2 separate regions of the Bactrocera dorsalis genome follow, and region 1 is linked to region 2. Evidence: chromatin contacts called from public Hi-C data. All regions are on one chromosome and are shown on one strand. The core of a region is the stretch at or near the end of the contact, and the rest is flanking DNA. Distances in the headings are between cores, read along the strand shown.

What was found. A called contact is a pair of places that touch in the nucleus more often than the background predicts.
Region 1: a Hi-C map of whole body shows a contact between it and region 2, with 1.9 times the contacts expected there. The contact joins the enhancer-like site here to the promoter of LOC105225569 in region 2. A contact is called at or near these places in 2 of 2 Hi-C or Micro-C datasets (both in whole body).

The regions. Positions count from the first base shown.
Region 1 is chr4:72,252,681-72,259,103 of ASM2337382v1, reverse strand. LOC105225548 (eye-specific diacylglycerol kinase) reads right to left here. Exons shown (of 19, transcript XM_049455791.1): 4 at 4,514-5,937. Among protein-coding and RNA genes, the nearest start is that of LOC125778420, 29 kb to the left of the region's middle. Within about 2 kb of position 4,798, the one cell type or tissue checked has open chromatin away from gene starts, as enhancers often do.
Region 2 is chr4:72,215,447-72,221,942 of ASM2337382v1, reverse strand. LOC105225569 reads left to right here and starts at 4,046. Exons shown (of 3, transcript XM_011204097.4): 1 at 4,046-4,145; 2 at 4,909-5,195; 3 at 5,269-5,901. The coding sequence starts at 5,124. The coding sequence ends at 5,778. All of the region lies in intron 2 of LOC105225548 (eye-specific diacylglycerol kinase), which reads right to left.

The DNA.
Region 1 (6,423 bases), core at 3,549-6,048, 36 kb before region 2:
CCTTTCCTTGCTAGGTCATCAGCTTTACAATTTACTGCGACTTCGCTATGGCACGCCATTCATACCAGTCTTATCGCAGAGACACTCGCTGCTATTGATATCGAGGTTAGGCACTCCTCTACCAACCCTGAACACACTACAAATGAGTTCAAGGCTGGTATTTCCGCTGTGCTATTTGTGTGATTGGTCACTTCTCTGAAGGAGACTGCACTCCGAAACAGCAGGTCTCTCTTAATGGAACTCCAAACCTGTATATATGAAACAAATGAGGAAGAAAAATATGACCGGCCTTAGTCTTATTCTTCTACTTCGTCTTGGCTAGTTTTCGTTAATTTCTTTTTTCTTTATGACATAAAAATGGACATGCCCTCCCAAAATATACATACATACATATGTGATACTTTTAATACTCCAAGTTCAGCTACTCAGCTCCTTCGTTATTTAGTTTTTATTTCTAAAAGTGTGTTACATAAACTGAGTTTGACCACAAGTGCACTCTGGGATTCTCTGGAATACTTTCAATGATCTATTTATAGCTTACAGTTTTGTATATAAAATCATCCGTCTATTCCGAAGAACGTTTGCTGTAGATTCAGGCTGTTAGCCACTGAAAGAATTTCCAATTATTTTTGTTTGCTTAATACATGTATTTACATATTAGTCTTTGTATATATGTATATACTTTATAATATTTTCGCATGTGTGTTTGTATGTGAGCTGCTGTTGTCGCTGCTTCTGCCACAATAAACAAGATAACCAATTACGCCACGTGTGTGCTAATTGCAGACGACAGTTCCCGCCAACGAGACAGCCGCCCAGCAGCCAGAGCTGGGGCAACTGGCAGCACTTGAAAACAAAAATATAAACAAAAACAAAAAAGTGGAGGAAACGTCGCCTTCGTCAGCAGAGAAATTAGGAATTCAGCACACATTGGCCACCATGGCAACTGGATTACTTGCCGGCCGGGAACACACACAAGCACATTTATGCGGAAACGGTGTAGTGGGGCAAAACATACGCAACAATCTACAAAATCACATGCTGTCATGTTTCGCCTCATCAACAACATTACCAGCAATAATCACAACAACGGCAACAACACCAGCAGGAAGAACATCCGCAACTTCCAAATTGTTGCAAACCGTTAACGCATTCATTGTACTGTTCATTTCTCTGCTCTTTGCCGCTTTTCGCAGAACTATTTATTATTTACTTATGTGTGGGTGTGTGTGTATTTATGTTTTTGAGAATGCGTTTTGCACATATTTCTGACGAATTCCTGAGCACAAATAACAACCTCATTTTCGGCTGAAATGTGTCCCGCAGCGTGTCCAGCTGCCACGTGCCCCATCACTCACACGATTGACAATTATTCCGTGGCGCAGGCATCCAAATGCGGCGAATTGCGAATTTTAATGAAATTGATTTGCTTCAAATATGATAACGAACTTGTGGCCCCTTAACAATGAAGGGTCTGCCAAAGCCCCACTCTAGGCATGCCTGTGTATATGTTCGTGTGTGTGTACATACATGCCGTTCAATGCCCCGGCAATTTCACTTTGATGACATAATTTAAAGTGGAAAAGTGCAATTTCAAGTTTAAATGCGCATTGTGGCCACAGCGGGGGCGAGGGCGAGTGCGGTGCGCTGTGCGGCTTGGTCGTTCCATTATAAAAGTAGTTAAAAGCGTCTCGACGCAATTTGAGTAAAAAGAGCAAAAATATTAAACGAGCAGCAACCGAAGGCGATGTTATAATACGAATGTCATTGGCTATTTGGACATTGCTTAACGTGGGCAACGGGGCGTATGAGCGACACCGAGGTCAAAAGCATGAACTTTCAATTTCGCAGTGACATAGGTTAAGCGCCAGTGGCACAGTAAGAACTGTTTTGATTCGAAAAGTTTTCCACATTTATGTATAATGATTTGCCCTATGGGACACATCTCTATACACAGTTACGTGTCTTCATTGTTAATGTTAAACTTAACTTATTTGTGAACTACATATTGGATAGAATATAGTAGAGTTCGACACTTCTTAAATAATAGTCACGTCATATTGAAAACTAAATTAAGTAAAGTCAGTAAATAAAGTGTGTGTACTCTTCCAGGTATTAAAAGAGGTTCGATTGCGAGAAAGCAATTACACCACACTTTAGTGTATAAACAGTCTGGCAATTAGGTCTTTGAGATGATACATTGCTCTTCTCACCTACTAATACTTGGCCTTCATTCTTGCCTTTTATTTATAGGGTAATCAAAAAAGTCTTTTCGTATTTCTAATCAAGCTTCAAATTATTTTTTTCTCTATTTATAATGAACTTAAATGAACCAATCATTTCGGTCGACCACTTTTTGCCATTTTTCCGCCAGAGACATTATTCCTGTGTTAAACTTTTCTGGTTTCTCGCCGAAAAAATGCGACAAGTAATTTTCGCAGTCAACTTTACTCCGTTAAGGGAGTTCTGCATTGATCGAAACAAATGGTAGTTCGATGGTGCAAGGTCAGGGCTATAAGATGGATGTATCAAAACTTCCCAGCCAAGCTCTCCCAGTTAATGGAAGACGAGGCCCTTTCTGTTGATTAGTTCTGTCCGTTTTTTTCGTTTGTTCAATCGTTCGACCAGGCTGGAGAAGCTCATAGTGAATGATTCCTTTCCAATCCCACCAACACTCAGCTTCACCACGCTTGGACCATTATCTTTTTATCACATTATTGACGTATTTGATGCACTTTTTGTCTCCTGTTACCATTGGCTTCAGAAATGGTTCGATTTCATTTAGTTTCAGTAAAGAATCACATGTGTTAATTCGGTCCATTAAATTCTTCACAGACAATTCATGTGGTACCCAAACATCGAGCTTATTTTTGTAGTCTTTTTTAAATGGGAGAACGTTAAGTTCCTTAGTGATGTCATGGCTACTTGTGTGACGGCCCTAGTCAATCTTTTCCATAACTTCATCGACTTTTTCCACGATAGGCACGATAGGTCGACCAGAGCGAGGGGCATCTTTCACATCGAAATTTCCAGAACGGAGCGAGCGAACCATTTTTTAAACTTAACAAATTTCTTTGGTGGCTTGCGTGGCATTTTTCTCTTTTTTATATAAAAAATTTCAAAATATGGCGAATTTATTCATTATTTTCACTAATTTTTGAACAGCTGTAGCTTTTTTTCAAATTCTCCGAATTTAATTTATTTTTTGGTTAAATGAAGCTTAAAATATCGCTATTCCAACGCTATATGGTATGACACAATGTGATTGATAGTACTGGAGATACATATACGACCGCAACGACATCTATTGACAAAATACGAAAAGACATTTTTGACTACCCAATATTTTACTTTACTGCAAAAAATTTTAAATTATAAAATAATTTTAGTAATGCATCGGTATAGTGATTTAAAGTACCACATATGTATGTATAACGGATTCAAATATGAGCTAATCAAAACTGTTATTCCTAAGCCTTAGTACCATACCAAAACACATCTACAAAGACGTTTTTTTAAATTTTAATCGCAGCAAAGTCATAGGTGACCTAATAATGTTGGTCCAAAAGGGTGAACCCGGCGGTGCAAACCTTTATAATTTCTATTATAACCCCCTAAACAAAGAGTACCAACCTGCCTACTGTATTTGTTGAACTAATGCCCTAATCCGGCTTTTGTGGCACAAAAACAAAGCAAAAAAAGAAATCACAAAAATATGAGCACAGCCACTCACAATTTATAACGGAACCTATGCAAATGGAAAGCTTACCAACAAATCAACACAAACATTTCGCTCAGTGTCAAACGTCAGCATAAGCCAAACGAAACAAAACAGAAAAATGTTGTGCGGTGTGGCGATAAAAAGGGTCAAGTAGGGTCAGTTTAAATATATTACAAAATGAAGGGTTTTGGGTAAACGAGTGTAAGTGAAATTTATGCAAATCTTTTTCTCATAATTTATAAAACATTTAGCTTAGACAAAACTTATGCACATACTAGGGTGAGCCAAAAGGCCTAACGTAATGAGTTGTTAGGTTAAAATGAATCTAAATGTATAAAGAGAGAAAAATATCCCTCTAGGAATTTTGGTTTAATATTAAATGGTTAATATAAATGATTAAAATAGCCAGTTTCCGTTTTAAAAAATACGAAAGTTTAGTTGCACTGAACGATCCCATCAAGCTTCTAAGAAGAAGTTGCGATCTCTCAGCTGCCGTTTACCTACCTCACAAACGCTATTGCTCTATATAGTATAAATTTGCAGATCGTTTATTTTGGATTGGTTAATAATAGGACCAAGTCGAAAGTCGTTTCTTTCAGAAACTTAGTGGTTTTAGAACTAAATATATTTGTAACTATGTATATGATATTAAATATATTTCGAATCACACTCTTCTAATACAAATTTCTAATTCAGTCGATAGGGAATATATTAAAGGAATAAACAAACAAAAACTTCAAGTTGTCAGCCAACAAACTCAATAATTAACAAGAAGTTAAGAGCATTACATACCCATCTCGGCAAGCGCCCGTCATGGCGAGGGCCTTGTAGCGTGCCTGCTCGTCGGTCGGCAGCACAATGTCCACAGATCGCGAACGGGTCGCATTTATATTCGGCACGGTGAGAAAACAGCCATCCTCGCTGGGCTGCAGCTCCTCCGTTTTGCCGGCCGACGACATTTTCGAAAAGCACGAGTCCACCGAGGCGGCACGGTCGCGCTTCAAATCAGGTACAGTTAAATAAATATCACGTACAACCAGCGCATGTTTAGCTGCTGTCGGCGAGCCACAAGTAGCCACTGTGGACGCCTCATCCACCGAATCCACTGCCTCCACGGACGACTTAAGATCCTCGCCCTGCGATACATTCTCCAGCGAATTGCCTGTTGGCTCAACGAAAATCGCTTCTTGTCGTGAGATGGAGCGCCGACGTGGACGCATGGCGGTCGGTGAGGGCGGCACTGCAGCAGCATCATCTGCATCCGCTGCGCTCAAACGGCTGCTAAAACCAGGTGGTGGCGGCAATGGCAAATCAAAGATGGGTGAATGAGGCAATAGTTCAAGTGGTGAGATCGGCGGAGGTGGTGGCAATTCCATCATCGGACTGTCGCATACGGACAGCGAAATGGATGGTGAAGGTGGTGGCGAGCCGGGATCGATGGGGAAAGCATATGGAAAGGGCGGGCAATCGCCGTTTGTGGGCGACAGTGTAAATGTGATGCCGCATGGTGTCGTCGGCAAAGGTGGCAGCAACGTATTACCAAAGTGTGGCGAATCATGTTCGGATTCTTCCAGTCCTTCATCTTCCGATGTGGTCACTGAGCTGCCAATAGTATGCCGACGCATTTGACGTGGCAGACGTGCACGTGACTCCTCAATGCTGCTGCCCGTGCTCAAACCACCCAGTCGGATGTCCATCTCCAGTGCCGCATCATCGTATTCATATGAACCACCACCAGTTTCGGTGCCATCACCAGTGGCGGCATCCTCCTCATCGTCCTCCTCCACCACCTCATCGTCCGCCGTCACACTCACACCATCGATGTCTGTATCGTCGTCAGAACTGCTGTAACCGTATGACAGCGATATCGATTCGCGCCTATCGCCCGGCATGAAACGCTGTTCTGACTTCTGCTGCTTCAAATATTCCTCCAAGTACATACAGTGCACACACGGTGGTGGCGTTTTCGTTGACGAACTCCGACGCGCCTTGTTACGGCGTGGCACTTCCAAGAATGTGCCCGAGTCATCGCTGCCCGCAGAAGCCGCCGCCGAGTCGAAGGAATGTGAGCGTTGCGTGTGCGTGGCTTGCGGCACCTGCAGCAGACCCGTGTCCAGCGAGCGTTCATCCGTCGATGACGAGGACTGTTGCTTGAGCAGGTGAGACGAGACGCGTTGCGCCTCTAATTGCATTTCATCAAACGAAGCGGAACGCACCTGTTGGCGGGCGAAAAGCGCGAATAATTACCATTCATTATCCGCAAACGCGCGGAGCGGAGGGTTTGGAGAGAGAGAAAAGTGAAAGAGAAAATGTTGAGGTTATTAAATGGCGCACGGTGCTGCTGTTGTACACTTATAATTTGCTTTAATTTACGACGCGATTGCATGCAAACACTCATACAACCGTACAAGCACAAAAACAATAACTATAAAATTGTGGACTCAGCTGCGTGCTGCGCTTAAAATAGAAACAAAGCTAAATAAAATAATTTTAAACACATTTTGAAATCTAGAACGGATATGCAGGCCGGTGATTGAGGGGCGTGGTGCAGGCGGTGTGTGGACATGCAATTAGATATGAGCGTGTGATGTGTGTAAAGAACATGTTAAAACGCCACATGCAAGGCTGGCAATTGGAACGGAAGTGGTCAACGGTGCTTGCTGGCAATTATTACTGAGATAAGCACTCGCAAAGAGTGGGCG
Region 2 (6,496 bases), core at 2,797-5,296:
TATTATTGTTGCTAAAAGTATCCGTTACAGGATATGACAATGCCGGAATAAATATTTACATAGAATTGGTAGTAAATACGAAAAGTTGCCAACAAATTAAATCAATATTTGGACAACAATGTCGCTCGCCGGTTGTAAATGGCGGAGAAAGTTTTCCTTCCACAGCAAATGCGACGACAAAGTGAACAACAACAACCGTGCAGGCGCAACAAGGCGCTTTGTAACAATGAAAATGGCGGGAGTGAAACGGAGCGCACGCACAATCGGATGGATGGAGAGCTTCGGGTGGAAAGTGACAAACTTTTTACACCTAACTCACGCTGCGCACTGAAGAGGTGAGTGCGATACGGACAGAGTTGAAGTTATGGTTCGGTAAAAATAAATGCTTTTAGGTTAGGAGTTTACTGGCAATTAATTATGGAACTCTAATAAAATTAGTTTCGACCGCAAAATTGCAGGAATTTAATTGAATTTTAAATATGCGAGAAAAAATAAATAAAAAATAAATGTTGGCTAACAACTACCGCCGCTAGGGAGCAAAAGTATTACGTACATAGACTAAGCAGATCCAGTCCAGTTAATGTGGCAAATATAAAATAAGCATATATATACATAATATGTATATGTATATACTGTATGTTATATAAATATTTATTGAAAATACAAAGTATTAAAACGAAATTTTTCACTGCTGAATGTAAAAGAAATATAATTTAAAAAAAAAAATGAAAAAACTAATACATCAAAAACACAAAGTATTTTTTTTATTTTTTTTATAAAATTTTTTCAAAATTTTAAATTCAAAGTCCACATTTTAACTGAATTATTTTATTCCTCACCATCTTAGCGAAACCACAGTTTCTCAAAAATGCATTAGCGCAAATCCAAAATGGCGAAAATAGCAATAAAACTCACTAAATTGTTGCCATTAGTAAAGCTCTCGTTTGTGGCTAAGAGTTCATTGAAAAGTTTGCTAGTTTTGTAATTAGTTTGAACGCTTGGCGGCGTGGATTTCGTGTATTTTAACACACACACACACGCACATGCTCATACAATTATTGAATATGTACATAAATATAAACACGTGTATACAAATGCATGTGGCATAAACTAGTTTCGCCAGCAAAATGAAAATTTACCGGAAAATTCACCGTTAGTTATTTGTTGTTGTTTTAGTGGGGGTGAAATGTAGAACGTTGGCGTTAAAAGCAATTATTCGCAATTACCCACACCCAGTGGTGAATCGCACGACTTCACGTTGTCGCAGGACTAAACCGCGCTTAATACGCAACACGCTTCCTTCTAAGTAGTTAAAAGCAGAAGTGCTAACCAACATGTTAAAAGCTCTCGCTGTCATTAACTTAATTACACACTCGCAAAACTATTATTTTCAAACAAATTCAGGGAAGCATTCCTATGCTTCCAACAACATTTGTTGCTCCTTTTATTTTGTGCAGCAATTTTCCCCTCTTTGATTTTATCCTCCTTTGCTTTTCACATTTTCAAATCCATTCTATGCTGCTAAGTGTCAGAGTGGAAGCTAATTTGCGGTTTCACCATGAATATTAGTTCCGATTCGGTTAGTAGTTGTTGCTGCTTTTGTTGGCAACCACAAACCTCGACGAGTTGAAACTATTGTGGATAATATTAAACCAATATTTATGTTTTATATACGTACAGATATACATTCATATGTTTGTCTTAATATACGCAGGAGCGATGGTAAAACTGAATTATGCAATAAAGGAGTGTGATTTTACGTACTTGTGGCATAGCTTTTATTATCTGAAGCATTAAATAGATTATCAATTTGAGAGCAAGTATATACTTTAACTTTATTTGACTGAAACCTCATACTTATACGTTTGGAAAGAGAACTCATACAATTTGGAGGAAATTAACAAGAGACTTCACTGTTTTTAAAAAGTTAGAAGTTAGACTTTCAAGATGAAACCCATCAGAAATGAAGAAAAATAGAAAACGGGCGATCTGAGGTTGGCCACCACAGGCACGCTTGCAGAAGTCCAGATGCTGAACCAAATTTTCGGCGGTTTTTAATCATAAATCGGATACTGCTGCAATTTCACGTTCGATATTTGTTCGAAGTTCATCAACCGTCGCTGGCTTGTTGGCATAGCTCATAGACTTGACGTAATCGTACAGGAAATAGTCTAACGGTGTCAAATCGCACGATCGGGGCGCCCAATTACTGGGCCATTTCGAAAGATAACTTCTTCTTCTTCCACCAAATTTGGTTTTCAATAAATCGGTTGTGACTTGTGGCGCCGTCGTGTTGGAACCACATATTGTCCACGTCCATATCATCCAATTCGGGTCAAAAAGTAAGACGTACCGGTCTTGACCATCACTGAAGAAGTACGGCCCAATGACGCCGCCGGCACCAAATTGTAATTTTTTCGGGATACAATGGTGCCTTTTAGAGAACGTACAAATGTACTTTCACAGGAATAAGGAATTTCATTGATATCCCAAACTATTTTATTTAAAGCGTTCTTATTGAAAAACCCGCTCTTAAAGTTGATTCCGCTGACTCCGAATTCTAGTAGTAAATTTTTAAAATGTTGACTCGTTGTTGGATCATATGTCTTTCCATGATGAAATGGCAAACCTTGCTGAAGAGAAATGTCAAAAGAGCGAGAACAAATATGTCGGTCTACTTTTATAGCGTCCCTATTGAAAACCCCTTATTGCTTTTGCTTACAGACTGGCTTGACATAACCTCAAAATTTATGGGAAATATTTTGGGTTTTTTTTATTTTTGTCTTGTACGAATAATTCTTTTCTGTCACGAAATTCTGTATAAATTTATTTTTTTTTGTGTACCTAACACACTGTATTTTTATTTAGTTTTTCTCCTTATACTTTATATAGTATATATACTTTACTATGGTAAATTTTCTTAGAAAATGCAAAAAAACCCATAAAAAGAAAAATCAGAAAGTATTTGGAAATCTTTCTATTATTAAGAGCGCGAGTTAGGTAAATCATACAAAAAATAAAATTCTTAATTGTTCTGTTTACATTGTGCCAAAAAAGCACCCGGAAATTGTAAATAAAACGCAAAATATTTAATTATCCATAAATATTTATTTCGTCCCCTTCTAGGTAATCCTCACCTGATGTAATACACTATAAGTATAAGCCAACAATTTTTTCAGTCCTCGAAACACTTTTTACAAGCTCTTTTTGGGATAGTCTTCAGCTCCTTCAAAGAATTTTGTTTTATTTCTTCGATCGAGGGCAAACGGATTCCATTCGAATGAGTGTGTTTTGACTTGTTTGCATGCCATGTCTCATCGGCAGCTATAATGCTTTCATGAATGTGGGATCGGTATTCGCAAGATCAAGCATGTTCAAAGAGACCTGTTTACGATAATCTTCTTGAAAAAATTTCAGCTTTATCGGATCAAGTCGAGCAAGAACGCGTTTCATACCCAAATTATCCACCAAAATTAGTCGAACGGACTGTCGGAAGATGTCGAGCTCTCTACCCATCTCTCTGCTGTAAACGTGCTCATATTTGGCATAGTAATTAAAGACAGTCCTACCCTACCCGGTGAATTTAATTATAATTTTCGTGTGTGTTTTTGTCACAATGCATTACAAAAGAACTTTCCACATAAGTATCGCTGCTGTTGAGGCATTTCTAAAGTTCCTATTTAATGCTATATTTAAATTTCAACACACTCAATTAATATAAAAATATTTGATATGCCAAAAGTTATAACCTTAACGAAATTTTATTCAGCCGGCCCCAACTTTCCCCTTCCACATAAATAGTTATATATGCCCAGCAACCAACAGGCCATTTGCCTTTCAACATTTTATTTAATAATAGTGGATGCATTCAATTATTTATTGTCTGCATAAATGGCCACTTTGCTTGTTGTCTCCATCGCCATTCCGCCACAATGCCCAATAATAATTTCAATTATTTAATAAATATTTTATTGCCTATCTATCAATCAAATGGATTGAAACGGAATGTGTGCCGAGCGTTCGGCTCATTCATAAACGTGACAAGCGGACATGTGGCCGTTTTGCTCCGGATTACTTTTTATCGCTTTCATTTTGCAGTGAATTTCAATTTATGTGATTAATTAGCGGAAAGCGAAAAAATAATTGTGTGTTTGGCGTTAATAAAATAAAAGAAAATCACGCATCGAGATAATTAATACTCGTATTTGTTCAAAGCAATTAATCGGCGTGCAGCACATTAAAAGATATTAAAATATGCATGCTGTATTATTTGTGTTGCCTGCTATGGCGAATGTGTTGAAAAATAAATTTAAAATTTGGACTTCTTTGGTTAAATTTTTAATGATATGCTGTTGCTAATATGCTACATACATGAAGGCTTTCATACCTTTTATTTATTTGAATTAAAGTAGGAAAAACAAAAGGATGGCAAGTCCCTTAAAAATATTTATAACTGCTTTCTTAAATATTTTAAGTTTTTTCGAATAAAATTTCCTACAGACCCAGCAACCATGTTCAAAATCGATTAAACCTTCAGTTTGGTAGAGTTCTGAATAAATTGTCGGGTTCGCTTTCCCTTTCACATTTTTCAACTGCTTCTGCGCTCCAGAGCTTTTTAGTGCGAAGGTTCAGGCAGAATAGAGCGTTTCAAATTTCAAAAAGTCCCATTAAGGTCAAATGAATTGAGCATCACCATTTTCATTGCCGCCACTGTAGGCAAAATTTTGTTTGTGGTAAACGTGTTCCTTGCATTTTTGTGAAAAAATTATGGTAAATTGATAAATGATGAATGTGTACGGAGATAAACCCAATTGAATTGTAAACCAAACAATTAAAACATTTTTTATAATTTTTTATTTATTACCGTTGCTGTGGTATTGAAATGACAAAACAATTGGGAACAATTAGTAAACCACTCATCAACTCAGCCATGTCATTTAAAAGTCATTAGGGCAAGTAATTTCGTAGCGCAACGAGTTCCAATGAAGAGGCTTGTCTGTCTGTGGCAGGTGGGCGATGACTTAAACAAGTGTAAAACTACTACTGACAAATGGTATTGAAGAGCATTTGCTAAAGTGCAGCAGCGAAAAAATTCCAATAATACAGTAGTTTCGTCGTAATAAATGGACCAACGATTACAATGCAACGTGCTGTGTCTTTTCATCTGTTGTATGCTTATCGGCTACTCGTGGCAGGTGATCGGTTTTTAATTACACACACTTTTTGCTGCATTTTCGGAGGGTAAATGACAATTTTTTCTCTCCACAGTACTGTTACGAGCTGAAAATACTGAGCTTTCGCAGCACCGACACGCCCAATTACCGACTAGTCATGAACTGGCAGAAGAATATGACTTTAACCGCGGCGACGTACGTCCGGAAAGCAGTCGCAACGCCGACCTGGCACCTCCAATTGCTCCAATTGAACACCAAACGCAATCAGTTAGGCAAAATCGAACCGCCGAAGTCGCTCTACAACGCCACCTATAAGACATGTGAGTTTTGGAAGTATGCGAAGCGCATACGAGTCTTCAGCAATGTGGCACAGCAGCTGCTCTCCAAGAGTGGTGGCAATATGAGCCTGGACTGTCCCTTGTCGGTGGGCACGTATGTCTTCAAAAATATCCACGTGCCGCCCGACACCGGCATGCTGAAGTTCATGTATTGGCCCAACACGATCTACACACTGCTCGGCACGGTCTACGATCAGCGGCCGAACAAGACTTTGGCGAAATTATGCCACTACGAGATCAACGGCACTGTTATCAAGTCGTGTTAAGTATTGCTTTACATTATCAGAAAACCAGTTAACTGTAAAAAATAAATATCGAAAAGCTTGCAATTCTTCGTTGAGTTAATTTAAAGTCTGCCGAAATAAACAAATTTGAATCTTTGTAAAATTTTGCGCTAGTTTTTTTTTTTTTTAATTAAGGGTCTGCGGTTTTAGCAGCGTTGCATGTCGAATTGCATCCCTGTGCGTGTGACCCAATTCCGACGGCTCGCCAAGGGAGCTTAATTATGCAAACATTAGTTTTATTTTCCTTTTCTCATTTCCTGACTTTTTGTTATAATAACGGCGCATTGTTGTTGTGCACTGTTGCATTCTTGCTTTTTGCTTTGGCGGCTTTCTAACATCCGCGCGACTTTAGCGCCAATCAAGCAAATGCAGGGCAAACAGGGCGCGTTGCACGATGCATGTTGCACAAAAGCCGTAAGAGCTGCGTGCCGCGGCACACTTTGCGGTGCAATTTTTTCTAATTACCGCTGCTTTGAGCGCAGCGCAAAAATTCCATTGTTTACATGGTATGTATTCCCCTGAGTGCGCGCCTATTGGAGCTCCTGTGTGGCACACAATCCTGCGGCATCGGCTTTTGAGGCTCTTTGCGGGTTCAAATGCTGTGTTGGCTGTTGTTTTTGTTTTTGCACAAAATTATTTTGAATTTTTAATTAGCAACGTCTATAGGTGGATTTTACTACGCTAATATTCCAGCGAAAAC